Regions from separate parts of the Sus scrofa genome. Here region 1 is linked to region 2. Evidence: chromatin contacts called from public Hi-C data. All regions are on one chromosome and are shown on one strand. Each heading gives the region's core, a stretch centred on a gene start, on an enhancer-like site or on the middle of the called end of the contact. The rest is flanking DNA. Distances are from core to core; before and after follow the strand shown. Region 1 holds the start of ALG6 (dolichyl pyrophosphate Man9GlcNAc2 alpha-1,3-glucosyltransferase). Region 2 holds the start of EFCAB7 (EF-hand calcium-binding domain-containing protein 7).

Region 1 (3,170 bases), core at 512-3,011, 110 kb before region 2:
CTTCTTTTCTGGGCTCTGATTCATATCTGGTACTTGAATATTAACTACTTTGTTGTCTTGATGTCACCTTGAATTTAATACAATACATCTTATTTCTCTTCAAGCCATCTTCTCCTCCAGGCTTCCCTATATCTTGGTTCTTCTGCTCATTCAGACTTGAAGCCATGCTTCACTTTCTCTTCCCCTTTGTTTCACTTCTACACATCTATTTTGCGACTAATGTACCAAGACTTGTATATTCTTCCACTTGCCCTGATCTCTTCCTTTCCAGTCCCACTATTGCCATCTCAGTCCAGGCCCATGCATGGACTACCATAATGATTTCTGCCTCTCCCTCTGATTTATCTTATCCATTACCACTATTTAAATTTTCTAACACTTTACTGTACACTTGCTAAAAGTCATTATGCACTAAGTCATTCAATGGCCTCTTAGTGATCACTGAATAAATTCTGAACACCACAACCTGGTATTCCAAACTCTCCACAATTAGTCCTTTCCAGCTTCTTCACCCACCATCTAAACTAGAGGAAATGTTTAGCACTTTCCAACTGCCACAACTCTGGCTTGAAACACTTCCTTTGTCTGCAGTCCTACTCCCATTTTCCTGGCTTATGTAAGCCAGGCTTTCCTTCAAAGCTCATGTGATTTCTCCAGGGAAAGCATTTCCTGATAGTTTTTGGTTTACAGTGAACCCTCTTCTTTGAACTCCTACAGGACTTAGTGCATATACCAGTAATCTGACGTTCAGCATCTGTTTCGTTCTATCCTTTTCTCCATGAAAATGTCTTTCCAATGAGAATGAAATCTGTTGAGAACAGGGGCTTGGCCATAGTTTTCCATATTTCCAGGGCCAGCGTAGTATAAAATTTTAGATTTGGAAGTTTACCTAGCCCACTCATTCATTTCACAGATGAAGAAACCAAGATCCAGAGAGTTGTTCAGATCCACTTAGAATAAAGCCATAGTCATGGCCAAACATTTGCTGATATCTATGAATTATAAATTAGAGGGATTGATTTATACAGGATTCAGAAGGGGGAGGGGAGGTTAGGGCATTCTCTCACTAGAAGGGAATGTGGTGTTTTTGTTTGTTTTGTTTTGTTTTTGGCCGCACTCGTGGCATGTAGAAGTTCCCAGGCCAGGGATCAAACCTGTGCAGCAGTTAGGACCTGCGCCATAGCTGTGGAAACGCCAGATCCTTAACCCGCTGTTCCACATGGGAACTTCCGGGAATGCGGTTATTACCTGCAAGTTTGGGGACAGGTGATTCAAGCTGCCTGATGCAGAACGTGTGATGCACTGGAGAGCAGGCAGGGCTGTTCTTCTGCATCACTTACAGGCTCCGGAGAATGCTTGGACGTTCAATACCATTTCTCTTATGAAGCGACTTCTCAGCTTAATACCTTCTTCGCAGGCATGTAGCTTGAAGATAGTGAAGCAGGTTGGCTTTCTGGCACCTCGAGGGCACTGGCCCAGAGGACGATCTCCCACTCATTGGTGCGGACTAGCCAAGGGCTGTCCACTCTATGAAGCGAGCCAAGACGCGCCCCTGACAGGAATCCGTGGACTAAGCAGCCGCTCCGGCCTTGGCCGCGATCCCAGGAAAGAAGAGCAAGGGGCTTTCCACCTGCCCCAAGCCTCACCCGGGCCGCCAGGCCTCTCGGGTTCCAGCCGCTGCAGTACCGCCTCCGAAGCTGCCTACTTCCTCACCACGCCTTTTCCCCGCCCCTCCCCTCACGCTCGACGGGCTCGCTCCCGCGGCGGGCGCGCGGGCGGCGCGCGAGCACGCGGACGCAGAAGGAAGGCCAACAGGGCACTCCGCCGCGGGGGCGAGCGCGCAGGCGCCTTCCCACCCGCTGCGGCGCGAATTCCCAGGTTCAGCGCTCTGCAGGGTAAGAGGTCGGTTCTTGGGGCTCTGGAGCGCCGGGTCGAGGTTCGGAGGGTCTGGGGGCTGGCCAGCGGATTATTGGCCCCATTCCACTCAGAGAACGGCGCGCTAGGCCTCCCCAGCCCAGCCCGCAGGCTCGCATGGGGGTCAGGTGAGGGACGTGGTGACGGTGGTGCGACCCTGGACTGGAGCGGCTTGGCAGCCTCGTTCCTAGGGTCCCTGAGGGTGGGGCCCGCCGGGGAAGGGGAGAGCGCCATCCGGAAGGGTCCCTTTGGCGACACCTGCTCCCCTGGAGTAGCTGCACTCCCTGGGTGTGGTGTCCACCCTGAGGGAAGGACCTTTCAGACTAAAAGGAACAAATTCGGCCCTGGGAGGTGGACGGCCGACTTTTCTGTCTGGACTCCCCCTCGGGGCAAAGTAGGACTGAAAACTCTTCTGTCGCCTGCGTGGCAATTCCGTGGTTCGAGAATGGGTTAGGAAGTTTAAAAAAAAAAGTATTTTGCTTTACATAAGGGAAACGTAATAAAGTACCCTTTTTACGGTTCAAGGATAGGAGATTGCCTAAAAGCCTCAATAGTATCTTTAACCACAAAGGACTCACGAAGATTTCCATTCAGCATGTATTTTTGGGTACCTGCTTTCTGCCAACTTTGTTCTAAGCCCCTGCAACGACTAAGATAGGAGGATCCCTGCTTACCTGGAGCTTATATTCCAGTTGACAAATAAATGTAATTTCCTTTATACTTTTCCTTTTGGAATTTAACATATATACAAGAAGATACAGTATACAAGAAGATACAGTACACAAATCATAAGTTCTAAATAGTCGATGTATTATTGAGTAAACACATCTTTTAACCACCGTTCAAATCAGGAGCCAAAATTCACGCATCTTCTCCGAAGACCTTTCTGGAGAACACTCCCAATCATCATCCCGTATCTTCCCCAAAGTTTATCTCTTTCTTGATTTCTAACACCATAGATTAGTTTTGTCTATTTATGAGCCTTTTGTAAATGGAACCATATAATATGTTCTTTAGTGTCTAGCTGGTTGTTGGTTTTTGTTTTGGTTTTTTTTCTTTGGCTTTTTAGGGCATATGGAAGTTTCCAGGCTAGGGGTCCAATTGGAGCTGCAGCTTCCAGCCTACACCACAGCCACAGCCACTCAGGATCCTAGTGGTGTCTGTGGCCTACCCCAGGGCAATGCCAGATCCTTAACCCATTGAGCTAGGCCAGGCAGGGATCAAACCCACATCCTCATGGATACTAGTTGGTTTCG
Region 2 (2,774 bases), core at 86-2,585:
TATGTTAAGAAAATAGCTGTCTAAAACGTCCACATTTAAGGTTTTTTATTTTATTTATTTTTTTAGTTCTTTACAATGTATAGCAGAACAGCAGCGTAGTTCAGGAAATATCACTACTTTTAAGCAAACACACACCAATTTCATCATATTCCTATTTGGCAGGGATTTTTGATACATTATCCTTGCAGCTTTGTATAAGAGCTAACTAGGTTATTTTTCTAGTGCAAAAGGAGGGAGACAAGTCTTTTTGCTTAATTCTGGGAAAAGGAAAACCGCTTCAAGAATCCGTAACTTTTTCCTTTTTTTTTTTTTTCTTTTTAGTGCCACACCCACAGCATATGGAGGTTCCCAGGCTAGGGGTCGAATTGGAGCTGCAGTTGCCAGCCTCTACCACAGCCACAGCAACGCAGGATCTGAGCGGTGTCTGCCACCTACACCACAGCTCAGGACAATACCGGATCCTTAGTCCACTGAGCAAGGCCAGGGATTGAACCTGCGTCCTCAAGGATGCTAATCAGATTCATTCTGCTGAGCCACAATAGGAACTCCAATAATCCATAACTTTTAAAGGTATAAGTGAAACACCTTTTTTTTTTTTCCTTTTAGGGCTGTACTCACAGCATATGGAAGTTCCCAGGCTAGGGGTTGAATTGGAGCTGCAGTTGCCAGCCTACTCGACAGGATAGGATCTGCCTGCCTATGCCACATCTGAGCTGTGCCTGCAGTCTACACCACAGCTCACAGGCAACTCTGGATCCTTAACCCACTGAATGAGGCCAGGGATTGAATCTAAATCCTCATGGTTACTAGTCAGATTTATTACCACTGAGCCACAAAGGGAACTCATGAAACATGTATTTATTGATACCTGTGTGTAGGATATTTTATTAGATGCTGAGTTTCCTCATCTGGAAAGTAGAGGAGCACCAACCTTCTAAGGAGGTAACAGGAGCTCCTACCTTCCAAGGTCTGTTTTTAGGATTCAATGAGAAAATGTAGGTAACGTGCTAAACATCTTAACCAAATCATAATTTAATATTAAATAGATAGGTTATTATTTCTGCAAATATTTCCACTTCCATGTCAAGCCCTGTTTGATAGAGATGTCTTTCCCTCCACCCTTTGTTACTTGGTATTTACCCAAACCTGAAAATAACAGAGAAATAAGTTATTCTGAAAGTGCACAGGCGCAGGTTCCTAAACGACCCTGGTGACAAAAGGCAGCCAGAGAATCTTATGTGTTATATATTATCCGCCTCCACTCCAAAGAAAAAGTTCTTTACTGACCTTCAACCTTCAAAAAAAAAAAAAAAAAAAAAAAAAGGAAAGAAAGAAAAGAAAGAAAGAGTTTCAATAGGGGAGTGATAAGCAAGAAAACTGAAGCCTGGAAATGACAAGTGACTTGTCCAACATTGGACAGCTTTTTCCAGAATTGTTTAGCTTCTTCAGTTGAGAGCTGGAATTCTGGTCTCTTGGGACTCAGTCCTTGAGTTCTGCCACAAGTTTACATGAACTCACCACACCAATCAAGGCATTTAAGTGCTTTTTTTTTTTTTGGTCTTTTCAGGGCCGCACTGGAGCCATATGGAGGTTCCCAGGCTAGGGGTCTAATCGCAGCTGTAGCCTCTGGATTACACCACAGCCAGAGCAACGCCGGTTCCTTAACCCACTGAGCAAGGCCAGGGGTCGAACCCCAAACCTCATGGTTCCTAGTTGGATTTGCTTCCGCTGGGCCACGACGGGAATTCCGGCATTTAAGTGCTTTATTAAATCATCCGGCGTGTTTCAATCTACTGTCTTATTCTCGTTATGTCAACCATTTTTGGAATCACTTCAAGCAATACGTCACCAAGTATAGCTCACAGCATATAAAATCTGTCAAAAGCCTTGGAAAATCAGAATTAAAGTCGACAAATAGTCCGGATAAGTATGGCTGGAAGAGAAACACAGGTGGGTTCGGGGAACGAAAAGACGAGGAACTGTCGGCAGGAAAATTTACACTCCCCAAAGCAGGGAAAAGGTCAATGGGCCACGTAATATCTACTCTTCTTGCCCACTGAGAGGCCCAACACACAGCGACATCTGGGGAGGAGATACCTAAGGCATTCTGACATTCAGGGACGCACCCCCGCTGCTGGGTTAAACAGCCCAGCAATCTCCTCGGAAAGCACACAGGAAACGCCGAAGTCCGAAAAGCGGCAGCGGACCGGAGCTCGACCCTGTGCCACACTCAATGCCGCCTGCCGGAAACGGTCTCCCTGCGACAAGAGGTCCCAGGGTATGCCGGGAAGCGGCGAGAAGAGTCTTCGGGTAGGACCACACCTGGTCCCTGCCAGGGCAACGCAGTACCCTCTCTCACGACCTGACCAAAACGGCCCCCTAAGGAAGAGAGACAGAGCCACCTCTGTTCCCTCTGGAGTAACGGTCCCTTGATTTCTAGCCGGACTGTTTTGGGAGGTGCCCCGGATCTTGTTTCCGGTGGCAGAGAGGCGCAGTTGCCATGGTAATTAAAGGACAGCAGAGAACCTTTTTGCTGCGGTGAGATGATCGCGGAGTTGGTGAGAAGTGGCTGCGTTTCCTCGTTTGTGACCCGCAATTAGGTAGCCAGCAGTTCGCTGTCTCTGCCCCTTCGCCTGCTCCGCCCCTCACCGTTCGGCTTCCTTTTCTCCACCTGTTTCTTTTACTTCTCTGTAATACTTAGGCTTGCTCCATGTCTGTTCTTAAAATATACATATAAGTGCAGTTTTATGCCCAGAGGAATATAAAAATAGAGC

Evidence for each region. Hi-C and Micro-C count contacts between places; a contact is called where the count stands out from the background.
Region 1: a contact with region 2 is called in a Hi-C map of liver, with 5 times the contacts expected there. The contact joins the promoter of ALG6 here to the promoter of EFCAB7 in region 2. A contact is called at or near these places in 1 of 5 promoter capture datasets (liver), 3 of 47 Hi-C or Micro-C datasets (heart right ventricle, liver and psoas muscle) and 1 of 2 datasets of contacts at active chromatin or transcription factors (alveolar macrophages).

What each region holds. Positions count from the first base shown.
Region 1 is chr6:149,111,297-149,114,466 of Sscrofa11.1, reverse strand. It overlaps ALG6 (dolichyl pyrophosphate Man9GlcNAc2 alpha-1,3-glucosyltransferase), which reads left to right and starts at 1,761. Exons shown (of 18, transcript XR_002345161.1): 1 at 1,761-1,895.
Region 2 is chr6:148,996,351-148,999,124 of Sscrofa11.1, reverse strand. It overlaps EFCAB7 (EF-hand calcium-binding domain-containing protein 7), which reads left to right and starts at 1,335. Exons shown (of 14, transcript XM_013988883.2): 1 at 1,335-2,558. The coding sequence starts at 2,544.